2 separate regions of the Mus musculus genome follow, and region 2 is linked to region 1. The links are chromatin contacts, called in public Hi-C maps. All regions are on one chromosome and are shown on one strand. The core of a region is the stretch at or near the end of the contact, and the rest is flanking DNA. Distances in the headings are between cores, read along the strand shown. Region 1 overlaps Kcnq1 (potassium voltage-gated channel, subfamily Q, member 1). Region 2 overlaps Kcnq1 (potassium voltage-gated channel, subfamily Q, member 1).

The links. A called contact is a pair of places that touch in the nucleus more often than the background predicts.
Region 2: a Hi-C map of the N1E-115 cell line shows a contact between it and region 1, with 6 times the contacts expected there. The contact joins two enhancer-like sites. A contact is called at or near these places in 13 of 484 Hi-C or Micro-C datasets (the AML12 cell line, the HL-1 cell line, the N1E-115 cell line and 10 more).

Annotation. Positions count from the first base shown.
Region 1 is chr7:143,151,538-143,156,901 of GRCm38.p6, reverse strand. All of the region lies in intron 2 of Kcnq1 (potassium voltage-gated channel, subfamily Q, member 1), which reads right to left. Among named protein-coding and RNA genes, the nearest start is that of Gm28821, 14 kb to the right of the region's middle. Within about 2 kb of position 2,866, at least 105 of the 459 cell types and tissues checked have an H3K27ac peak or open chromatin away from gene starts, as enhancers often do. A contact at or near this core is called in the N1E-115 cell line, where this site is marked.
Region 2 is chr7:143,263,696-143,269,689 of GRCm38.p6, reverse strand. The region is part of intron 11 of Kcnq1 (potassium voltage-gated channel, subfamily Q, member 1); the gene reads right to left. Kcnq1ot1 (KCNQ1 overlapping transcript 1) reads left to right here. Exons shown (of 1, transcript NR_001461.5): 1 at 1-5,994. Among named protein-coding and RNA genes, the nearest start is that of Kcnq1ot1, 30 kb to the left of the region's middle. Within about 2 kb of position 3,674, at least 8 of the 459 cell types and tissues checked have an H3K27ac peak or open chromatin away from gene starts, as enhancers often do. A contact at or near this core is called in the N1E-115 cell line, where this site is marked.

The DNA of each region.
Region 1 (5,364 bases), core at 1,617-4,116:
AAGGTGTTGTCTCAGAACGACAACAACAACAATAAAATAAAGCATACCAGCAACCACCATTCTGCACATTCTCCTTCTGAACAGAATGAGGATTGGACAACTTTCTCGAAGGCCATAAAACACGTGCTGTAGGTTTTAAGGGCCACACAGTCTCTATCCTGGTTTGGAAAACAACCAACCAAACCACAGAGGAGTCCACAAGCCTGCTGGCTATGTGCTACCATGCCCTTCTTAGCCCCTAGCAGGCAGGGTTTCAGCACTCCAGCCAACCCCTACATTCTCTAGCAGCTGAAATGGAGAAGATATTGGGATCCGCCCACCGTTCCTGCCCCAGCTCATGGGCACCATAACAGCATGTGAAAGATGCTGGGCAGGTAGGAGGCAAAAGGCTTTGCTGCGCCCCAACATAGCAGGCATTTCTAGCAATCCAGCAGGACATATAAGCTCTGTGCCCAACCAGTGGGACTTTTTTTGCACAGCTTGGAGATCTTGAGGTCCTTAGAAGCAGCCCAGCCCCATCCATTCACCCATGTCACCCACCCATCCCCAGACTAGGTGTGACATCCTCCCACCTAGACTAAGCCACAGAGCAGCTGTCTTCCTGGAGAGAGGCACCAACAGTTCGGGAGAGTACCCCCAAGTCCCCCAAGCCTCTGGATGCCCTGGGGGCTACAAGCAGAGCTGAGCCCATGTCTGTTCCATTATCCCCAACAGCCCTCCAGGGACTACACGCAGATGGCATGTGGCTTCCATGTCTACAGGACCCCAAGGTGTGAGTTCTGGGTAGGAACTTGAAGCCCTTGTCCCATTAGCACACAGCCTGAAACACAGTTGGAGCTTCACAGCTACTCTCTTCCTCAATGAATGTAGGAGAAAACAACTCAATCAAAAAAGGTGGGCATCTCGTGGGGAATATCTTTTAAAGTGGCAAAATGACAGCTGGGGCAATAGGAACCTTGTGTGCTGAGGACGTAGAAAGTTCTGGTCCAGCTGGGCAGTGATGGAGCACACCTTTAATCCCAGCACTTGGGAGGCAGAGGCAGGCGAATTTCTGAGTTTGAGGCCAGCCTGGTCTACAAAGTGAGTTCCAGGACAGCCGGGGCTATACAGAGAAACCCTGTCTCGAAAAACAAAAAACAAAAAACAAAAAACAAAAAAAAAAAAAAAAAAGAAAGAAAGAAAGTAAGTTCTAGTCCTGAGAGGGACACAATGTTTCCTCAGAGGACCCAGGAGCCCAGGAGAGAGCTGGCAACACTACTGGGTACACGGTTAGCTGGACAGCATCTCTAAAGAGCCCTGAGAACTAGATCTCTCCAAGCAGGGGGCTGGGGCCCCACAGGAAGTCAGATCTTGGGCTTGGTGGTGGAAAACTCAAGCTCCCTGCTGGTCTCCTGACCTTGTGCTGCTGCAGCAGTGACTCAACCTGCAGAAGTCTTCTTCCCTCGGCTGCAAACTAGTCTTCAGGGACAGGGATAGAGTAAGCATACTGACTCTCACGAGTGCAGCTAACAGGTGTGATATTAATGCCCCCATAAGAGATCTCAGACAGAACAACAGACCAGGCAGTGGGACACATGGCCAAATACAGTGCAAGCAGCAACGGTACACTAGGTACAACCCAAGGCGTGTCTCAGCCAAAAAAACAGAACACCCGCTGTGACTCCAAGCAACAGAAGATGGAGAGCTAAGAGCAAGCTCTACAACAGATAGACCGTGAAAACAAACTAAACCAAAGCAAAACCTAGACACAGCACCAAGACATGAAGCTAGGCGCTGAATTTAACGCCAATAAAGTCTCCACTGGCAGGAAAGGGTGTGAAAACGAATGCAAGAACATGTGAGGCCCTGCTGAGTGTGAACGAGGGTCTGGGACCTGGGGAGCTGACCCTGTTCCACTTGAAAGTAGGACCCAGCAAGGGCTGTTTTAAGGGCTCAGAGAGCCCACCGGATCTCATTTTGCCCCTGGGAAACTGAGGCCTGCCAAGAGAGTTACAGAAAGCAAGGGCGGGCCAGGAAGGGTCCAGCTGCAGGGAGGTGGGTCGCCCCTGCGGGGCCAGGGAGCCTCACAGTAAGGGAGGAAACTGGAGAGATGACCTCATCCCCCAGGCCTCCGGCCGCGCGGCTCACGGGTTTTAACCGCAGGCATGGCGGGACAGTTCCCTGGTATGCGGGCTGTGGGGCTCACGGAGCTGGAGTGTGTGCTAGGACTTTTTCAATGCAGCTGTCTTTGTGTGGGATTTGAAAACAAGCTGGGGTTTGAGAGACAAAAAACAGCCCTGCACCTGGGCCTGGCCAGGGTCTCCTATTGCAAGGAGGGGTGGGTGGGTTTGGCGGCGTGCATGCACATTCAGCAGACTTGCACGTACACGGCGTGCACACACATGTGCGCCACGTCTACAGATGTACATACAGCTTGCTCTAGATTCAGAGGCCGGATTGGGGGCTGGGCGGCGGGAGGGGGGGTGTCCTCCTTGGGGCCACAAACAAGTTTCAAGGCCAAGCACACCTATAACACCCCTGATCAAAGTTCTAGCCAGACCCTGGCCTGGCAGGGCCCAGTTTTCTCCAAGAACAGCTTTTCAGACCCACAGAATATGCCTGGCTCAGCAGAATGCTTAATCCCTCGGAGGCCGCCTGGCTTCCTTGGCCCTGGCTGAGATAACAGGGCTCTGGCACCACGAAAGCCAGGCGCTGAGGCAGGAGTACCGGCGCTGGGGTTGGGGAACACAGCCTCGCGTGACTTCTTCTCCACCATTTACCCAATGTGCTCCCAGAATCCCTCACAGAGCTCCCTTGCCCTGGGCCCCCGTGGGGCACCGCGGGCTGTGGTTTGGGCTCCCGCGCTCGGCACTCTGGGCTCGGCCCAAGGGCTGCTGGAATGTGTGTTACAAGAGCGCCACCTGGTGTCTCCACAGCTCGTCAGAGGCTGCCCTGTCCTTAGCTCAAAGGCTGAAATAAACATCTTTGTTTTTCACCCAACTCCCGTCCACAGCATGTAGCAGCTGCATTCTACACTATGTCCCCCAGCCTGAGGCTCCAACAGCCATTCTCACCCTAGAGGCCTGGAATCCACAACCATGATATCTGCGTGGGCCTAGGACACATGCACCTTTCGGAGGCCATGAGCCATCTGCAACAGCACACAACTCCTCCTTACCTAACCCTTTGACCAATCATCATGTCTTCTAGGAAAATATCACCACCCTATATACAAGGTCCTTTGAGCCATACACTTCTTCACTGGTCCATATGTCCAGGCTGGACACACGCCAGCCTCACATCTGCTTCCCCAACACCATGGTCATGACTCTGAAGTAAGCCACTAGACACAGCCAGCTCAAATCCTGGAAGGTATGGCCTCTAAAGGCTAGCATGTGAGGATACAGCTTACGAACATGGCAAAGTTGGGGACAGACAATGGCTCAGCAGTTAAGATCCCTTGCTACGCTGGCAGAGGTTCTAAGTTTGGTTGGGTACGCATGTTGGGCTGTTCACAATCGTCTGTTACTCCATCTCTAGGGGATCTGCCACATTATCTTCTGGATTCTGTGGGCATTTCGAGCACACACACACACAGGAGGCGGCAGGGAGAGAGAGGCTTTAAAATAATGTGGCAAAGCCAAATGGGGAGGTTAAGACTAAAGCCAACTATACTTTCATCCCTATACTTTACAGTTGGAGACACTGAGGTTCAGGGGTATCATTGTATCCTTAGGGGGCATGCCTGGGAACAAGACTTAAAAAGAAGGGGGTTCTGTATCCTACTCCATATATACACTCTGAGCAGCCGGGGTGTTGAGCCTCCCTCTGCATAGTAGAAAAGTGTGAAAGAGATGTGAGCCTACTCAAAGAAGCCCATCATCACATCCAGGTTGCCCAGAAAAGAGCAGAGGGGAGTTCCAGAAGGGAGTGTGCAGCGTTGACCGGAGGTCAGTCCTAATAGTAGGAAAGCAACCCTGCTGGATATATATAGTGTTTGTGCAAAGGTCCTGAGGCAGTTGGGAGGGAGAGATGGGGAGGGAAGGGAGGTTTGGAGATGGGGGGGGGTGTATGCTTAAATGTGTGACACTCTGAAGACCATGAGGGAGAAATTGGAAATTATCCCAAACCACCCAGGGAGCGTCTGGGACACTCAGGTTTTTGTCCTATAAAATCTCTTCTTAGCTGTTGTGGGGCAGGGAGGGTCCAGGGAACGAGAAGGGGACAAAAGAGGTAATGAGGTCACTGCCCTCACAGTGGTGGACAAAGAGCCACTTCTGGGAAGCAGAACAGACTGGGGAGGGGCTGCCTTGGGAGTGGGGACCCGCTCACACTGAGGGAATGGAGGAGGGGTGGGTCCCACCCACGCCTGCCTTTGCTTTAGGGTTGTTGGATCTGTGTTCACAATTCCAAAAGTAGCCACAAGATGGCAAGCAGGCCCCAGAAAGAGCCTGGCCTGAGGGAGGCAGCAGAAGCCACCAGGAAAGGGAGCCTAAGCCAAAAATTACTGGGGTAACCACCCCAAGTCTGGAGCTACCAGATGAGAAATGGAGTAGGTGCATTCACAGGCCCACACACATGTGAACATGTGTTGACACATGAACATACAGTACCATCTACACGTAGGCATGAACATAGCTACACATGAAGATACACAATACAATGCATTCATTCACAAGTGCACAAGAATACACAAAACCAAGCACAAGGCCTAATATGGATATTACACATGTAAATGTCCACTTACACTCTCACACATGCTCAGACAAAACACACACTTACCTGAAGACACAGCTATATATAGGAATGTGTCCATTTGAATACATGGGTCTGTGCATATGTGAATACATTCACGTAAGTGCATATATAGACTTGTACTTGGGAGGCCTCCCAGGGGAATGTTCTGACACACAGGCCCTTCTCAGCATAGGAGCCATTTTGGCCCAGGCTCTCCAGACCAAGTCCCAAACTAAGAACTACAGAAACCTAGTTCTCTGGAAAAGAACCTGGGCCATTCCCCTCAGCAGTAACCAGGAGCTATGTCCTCTCATAACATATCCAGAGACTTGACCTCATCCGTGTAGCAGCCACCTCTGTACTGGGCAAGGGAACAATTCTGACAGGAACCTGTGGGGATAGCATCACACATAAAACTAAGGAACCCAGGGCCCTCTTCCCCACCTTGGTTCTATAAGGGAATACAAGGGCCATGTGAAATTCCCCAACCATATCTAAGAGCTCCATCAGACAGGTCTTGAAAGATTATACTCTGGGACTAAGGGGTGTCATCCAGGAAACTGAGGCTAATCAGCTAACACATCACAGAGAGATGCCAGCTAAGATTTGGTGGCATCTTTCCAGCCACATGGAACCAACTAGGGAATA
Region 2 (5,994 bases), core at 2,425-4,924, 110 kb before region 1:
ATTCTCTTCCATGTTTCCAAGATGTCACCCAGATCACCCATAGATCCAGCCATGGGCTTATCGTCAGACCTCTGCTAACCAGTCATTGCCAAGGAGATGCGTCTCAGGTATGGCTTTTGCCAAGGACACCTGAACTCTCCTAAAAGGAATACAAATATAGGCATAAATACTGAGTTGGAGGCTTCGGGGCACCATGAGAAGCTTAAGAGGAAAGGACATCCTAGTTCCTAGTCTCTGAGATCTAGAGATGCTGGCATGGCCTGGAAGCCAGTGAAGGCTCCTGGCTTCCTTATGTGGCAATGTCAATCACGGTATACTTAACAGGCTGAATTCACAGAATTCTCATGGCAGAAGGTGATCAGATGACCAGTGCCCAAACCCACCATGGACTGTTCAAATCTACCAATGGTCATAAACTCTCACGTATTACTGAGAGTGCCAGCTTACTACTTACTCTCAGGACTTCAACCTGACCTTCACCAAAGGAGACGTAGGCCCCCAGTGACAGTGTGTCCTAGAATGAGCCTGGCTCTTCCAGTATTTCTTGTGTGATAGTAGCAAGTTTCTGCCCTTCCTGAACCTTTATTGTCCCCTTTTGTGAAGCTGAACACTGACCCACTAAGTTCTCCAGCTTACACAGATATACATTATGTATATCAGCTAACTATACCATCACCAACTCTAGCACCAGAAGTGCAGCACAGGCTAGCACTGAAAAACTAGTTTGTAAATACTGTGGCTACATTTGGGTTTATCTTTTCAACAGAGAGCCTGCTTCCTATCACTTGCAGGGCCAAAGGAAAGCAGGATATAAAACTTACCCCTCTCCTTAGTCTGTCTGAAGGTAGGTGCTTTTGAGTAAGCAAGTCAGCCCAATGATGATGGGACCAAATATTGAAGCACACAGAGGAACCTTTAACTGCCAAAGGCACAGTCCTTGGATCCCATGTCCGACTTCCTCATCAGAGTTATGGGTGCTAGTCTCCTGCTTGTATCTCTAATTATAGGAGTCAAAACAGCTCACAAGCCCCTTCCCCAGCTACTTCAGGCTTTAGTCAGGACTTGTAGCCTTCCCCTGCTGCTACATATTCCAGATCATCCCAGAGCTCAGTCCTCTTAAGTCTAATTTTATCCTGTTTAGGACAGCACTTGGGATGCAGCCTGACCCATTTGTAGCCCATGGAAAATCATTACCTGGCAGTTTTTAAAGCTGTCAGGTCAAATAAGCAAAACCTTATGGGGTCTCCAGTCACAAAGGGATACTTTATACTTTCTCAAGTAGTTCCCCAAGTCAGGTATATGACTGGATACCTGTCCACATTTGCTAAAATGTATATACCAACAGAGGAAGATACATTCTAAATGTGTTAATACACAAAGAGAACTGTAGCTCATAGACATTAAGAAAACTGCTTTAGGGTCCTGTGAGCAGGATTGGATGACCCAAGCCTGCCAGGGTTTCCTGAAAGATGGTCCGTAGCCACTGTGAGCCCACAGCAAATGCAAGCTTCCCAGGGCTTCCTGGAAGACACTGTTCTTAGCTATTGCGAGCCCACATCAGACCATAAGCATATGCAGAAAACTACAGTAAGAGGACAGGAAGGTGACCGAAATGGCTGGAGAACCAATCAGGCCATTGTTCCGCAGAGCCCTCATAGGGCCATTACAAAGGACATTTTCCTAGAAACTGATGCATATATATTGAAGCAAAGGCCTTACAGAGCCAGCCAAGCCAGCCATGAGGAAGAACTGAGGGAGCCTGCATACCCCAGCCCTCAGGTCCTACTGGTAAACAGCAATGATAATGAAAGGGTAACACTGGCCAAAGAGAACAACCTGAAAGCTGACCAGTTGAACAGAGGACAGTCCAGAGAATAACCATATGCCAACAGCGAGCTGATTTATAGTGACACTGATATGACAGGGCAGTGGGAGAAGGATGGTGCTGTATCAGACTGGATGTCCAAGTGGAGGAAAAAGCTTATCTTGACCTTGACTTCACACAGGACACAAAAATCGATTCCAGATGGACTGCAGATCTACATGTGAAAGGTGAGCTTTTAAAGCTTTAGAACAAACCAGAATATCTTTATGACCTTGGAGTAGTCAAAGTTTCTTAAGTAGGACATAAACAGCACTATCCAGAGAGGAAATGTTTGATTAACTGGACCATGTTAAAATTAAGACCTTCTGTTCATCAAAAGACACCAAGAGGGGGCAGGACAGTCCGCAAGCAGGGCAGTATTTACAATACATGTATCTGTGTATCTGACAAATGACTCACACTTAAGAACACCCAGGACAGAGAGAGATAAACTTGTGCCTGAAGAAGAACAGCTCTCAGTATAGGATATAGATGTCTTACAGAGATCTATAAAGAAATGAGAATATAGAATGGGGCTTAGCTCACTGCAAATTACAGATACCACTCTGATGTTATGAGAAGCCAGGATGGCTAAAAAGGAAATAGTGAAAAATTCCAAGTGTGTGTGAGGATGTGGAAAAAAGTGGAATATTCACATGCTGCCAAGCAGGGGTAAAAGTTGGGGTGACTGCCATGGGAAACAGCTGATCCCGCAATGACCCAGCACTTCTCGGCATACAATTAGCAGAGATAGCCATAACTTTTACCAGACACATATATGTAGAATATTCTTAGTAACTCACTACCCAGATCTGCCCAGTGGTCATGGGTAGTAGAATGAAAGAGCAAATCACAGGCCACTCAGAACAGAGTGTCAACGATCAAAAGGCTCCCGAGACCACTGTTTTCTTCAGCCTCACTGGGAGGGGTGGGTGGTTCTCAGACATCAGAGTGAATGAAAGTGCCAGATACATGTGTGTGCCGTGTGCGATCTAGCCATGTAGATTTCAAACTCGGGCAAAGAAGGCTGTTGTGCTGGGAAGTGAGCTTATGGTTTGTTCTTGGTGTGTCCATGATAGGAAATGGGATCTAGGGGACTCCCTGGGGATTCTACTGCTTTCTTTGGATGCTTGGCTCTCAGGTAGGGAGAATGCAGTAGGTTTGTACTGGAAATCTGTATACGTTACTCTTTTGATGTGTTCCCTTTCTACTATAAGTAAGTTTGTAACCCAGTGCTCTATAGAAGACAGTATTTTCTGAGCTTTAGTAGAGACACAACACGGTACAAGCCCAGAGGGACTGGCCTTGCCGCCTGACTACCACCTTGTTTAGAAGGATATATTACTCCAGTACCCCTGACCAGACCACCAGCAGTCCCTATTGTTCAGTTTCCACTTCCAGCTCTAGGCAAAGCAAACAGAAGATGTATTTGAGGGGCTCTCTCTGTTTTTCAGAGTACCTTTCTTTTATGGTATCGGTGTAGTATGTACTGTCACACTACTCTCCCTGGCTTCTCTGTCTCCCTCAGAACAATTCTAGGAGGTTGCTGCATCCCTTTTCATGTGCTTAGATGAAGGAAGTGAAACTAGGGAAGGTTAGGGGCACTGGGGGCTGCCTATAGCTGGGCCAGTGCAGGCTGGGAGCCAGATTGAGGGCATTCGATTCCCAGTCCCTCTCTTTCCCACTGAGCCACTGAGCCACTCCGCCTCGCTTTTAATTTAATTAGGAGAACATTTAATCCCCCGTGCATTTCAGAGACGGGTTTGAGCCTGGCCGGGGCCTTGTGGGGCTCTGACAGGGATCCTGTGACTCATACAGCCTTGCACAGCCCTCCCGGGAGGGCTCTCATGGGGCTTCTTTGGCACCTTATGCAGACAGAGGTGGTCTGGATATTCACAGAAGACAGGACACTAGTCTGGAAAGACAAACTGGTCTCATCTGTTCTTGACAAGTCCCCTTCCCTATCCTCCTGGACACTGCCCCCAACATGGCCCCTCCATCTTCTCCCATCATCATTTGCAGGTTGAGAAGCCAAGTAAGAGAAATGGGTGCTCACTGAGGTACCACAGCAGGCCCTGATTGTCTCCAGGCCCTGAATATCCCAGGCAAAGCAGTCCCATCAGAAGAGCTAGCCCCCTAGTCCACTAATGCTCCCCTTCCAGAAGGCATAGGCTGGCCCCAGCCTCGCTGACAAACGCAGAATTCAGGAGACATTAGTAGTGATGTGGATGAAAGCCAGGCCACAGCGGGCCTCCCTGGAAAAGAGAAACTCGAACGTCTTGGCGTGAGATTCTGCAGGGTCCAGGAGAAAGTTGAAGACATGGAAATTCTAATTAACGCACGAGGGGCTGGTTTTGCTCAAAGATTTTTGAAGCTGTCATGTCAAAAGAGGCCCGGCAAGCACATGCTCGCCCGGGAGGTGCTTGTGGGCACCTGGTGGGATTCTTGCAATGTCCTAGCCTGTATTCTTACTTTCCCTCTGTCCTCTAGACTTTTCTCCACCCATCTTGGTAAACTGGTGGCCCCTGAATGTCATCCCAGAGTGGGATGGCAGGCTGGTTAGTAAATAAATGTTGAGGCTTCCAGTTGAAAATGTCACATCAAAAAAGTCTGAGGGCTCAGGAACCAACCTCTTGGAAGAAACCTTTAGGGAAACTACATGGCAGAGCCAGGCTGAGCTATAGGCTGCTGTGCTTGTGGTAGGCTTGGCATTTGGGGATGTTCATCTTAGATATCCTTGTGCAACGGATGGGGCAATGGTTCCAGACAAGTTCTGATTGATTCATCGGCTGGAGGGTGGGGTGAAGTGGCTGTAGGAGAAGCTCACTGAGGTCAAACCCAGACATGCTTCTTTAGCGTTGAGCTATAGGTGCTCATGTCCTGGGCCCTGTGTATGTCTCGGCATCTATGGGACGTACCTGGAGACCTTGCTTCATTTCAGGCAAGGCTAATGATGTGCTTTCTGTGTCAGAGTAGGACTGGCAATCTTAGGGTTCTTTCATCCTGGAGTTTTGGGGAGTGCTGGAAAAAGAGTGGCCATGAGCAGCCACAACACTCTGCTGCTTGCCTGACCCAGGCTAGAATCAGGGAGCTTTGATGATAGCCTCAAGATGATGTGAGAGGCATTCCTGGGGAAAGGGAGGACTGAGTAGACACTGGAAAGATGTGCAATTCTGATGGCTACAGGACCGACAAGGACATTCCAGCTGGTGGGATGCAAATGAGCCCTTGCCAGTTAATCCCAGTAAGCAGAATCCTGGAGACTTGCCCTATTAGTTGTAAAGATACTCCCCATCTCTCGTGGCAGTGGGTCTCTATTTCCTACGTGGCCCTTAGAAGTCTGGAGCAAGGCTTTAGATAGAGGATTCATGTTGAGGGAGATTGAGGAGTACAGGGCTCCCTTCCAGTGATGTTAGAACCAGGAAGACAGCATCTGACTGAAATATGTATGCAACACCGAGGCCCAGATATCCAGATCTGGACGATGCCTGGGGCTTACTTGAGGAGCTGCTGGTACGTGCCTGTTGAGCTGGGGTCAGAGAAGCAATATTGTCTTCTCAGCATCCTTCCCTATTTACCTCTCTGGTTTTCAATAGGCCTGCACCTTGGCCTCTCTGTCCCCAAACTATCAGTGGCCAACCGGCTCTGAAAAGAGGAGCTTCACCCAGCCCCAGGGACCTTCCCATAATCAAGGCTACAGTGACCTCACCTCCCTAGGGCCCCTGGGCGGGGAGAGCTTGAGATGGAAACAAAATGTGTCTTTATTTATGCTTTTAATTTGAATTCTGGAACTGGCCCAGCATGGTAATACATTTAACATCAGTAAAATGCTGAAGAAAAATGGATCTGTTTTTCTGCAACTGCTTCCCACCCACTCTGCTCCCTGCAAGACCCTAGTACACATCTCTGTCCCTGGTAGACACGTACGAGGGTGTGTGCCTCTTTTTTCAGTGTAGGTTCATAGGGCCAGCTGCCCACAGGAGCCATGCTGCATCAGTGAGCTGCTGGAGCCTAGCTTAATTACAGACATCAATCAACAGGCTGACTATGCAAGAGGCAAAGGAATGCAGCCCTGGTGTGGGCACGTGGGCCCCTTACACAGTACCCATGATGGCCTATCTGCTCCCCTA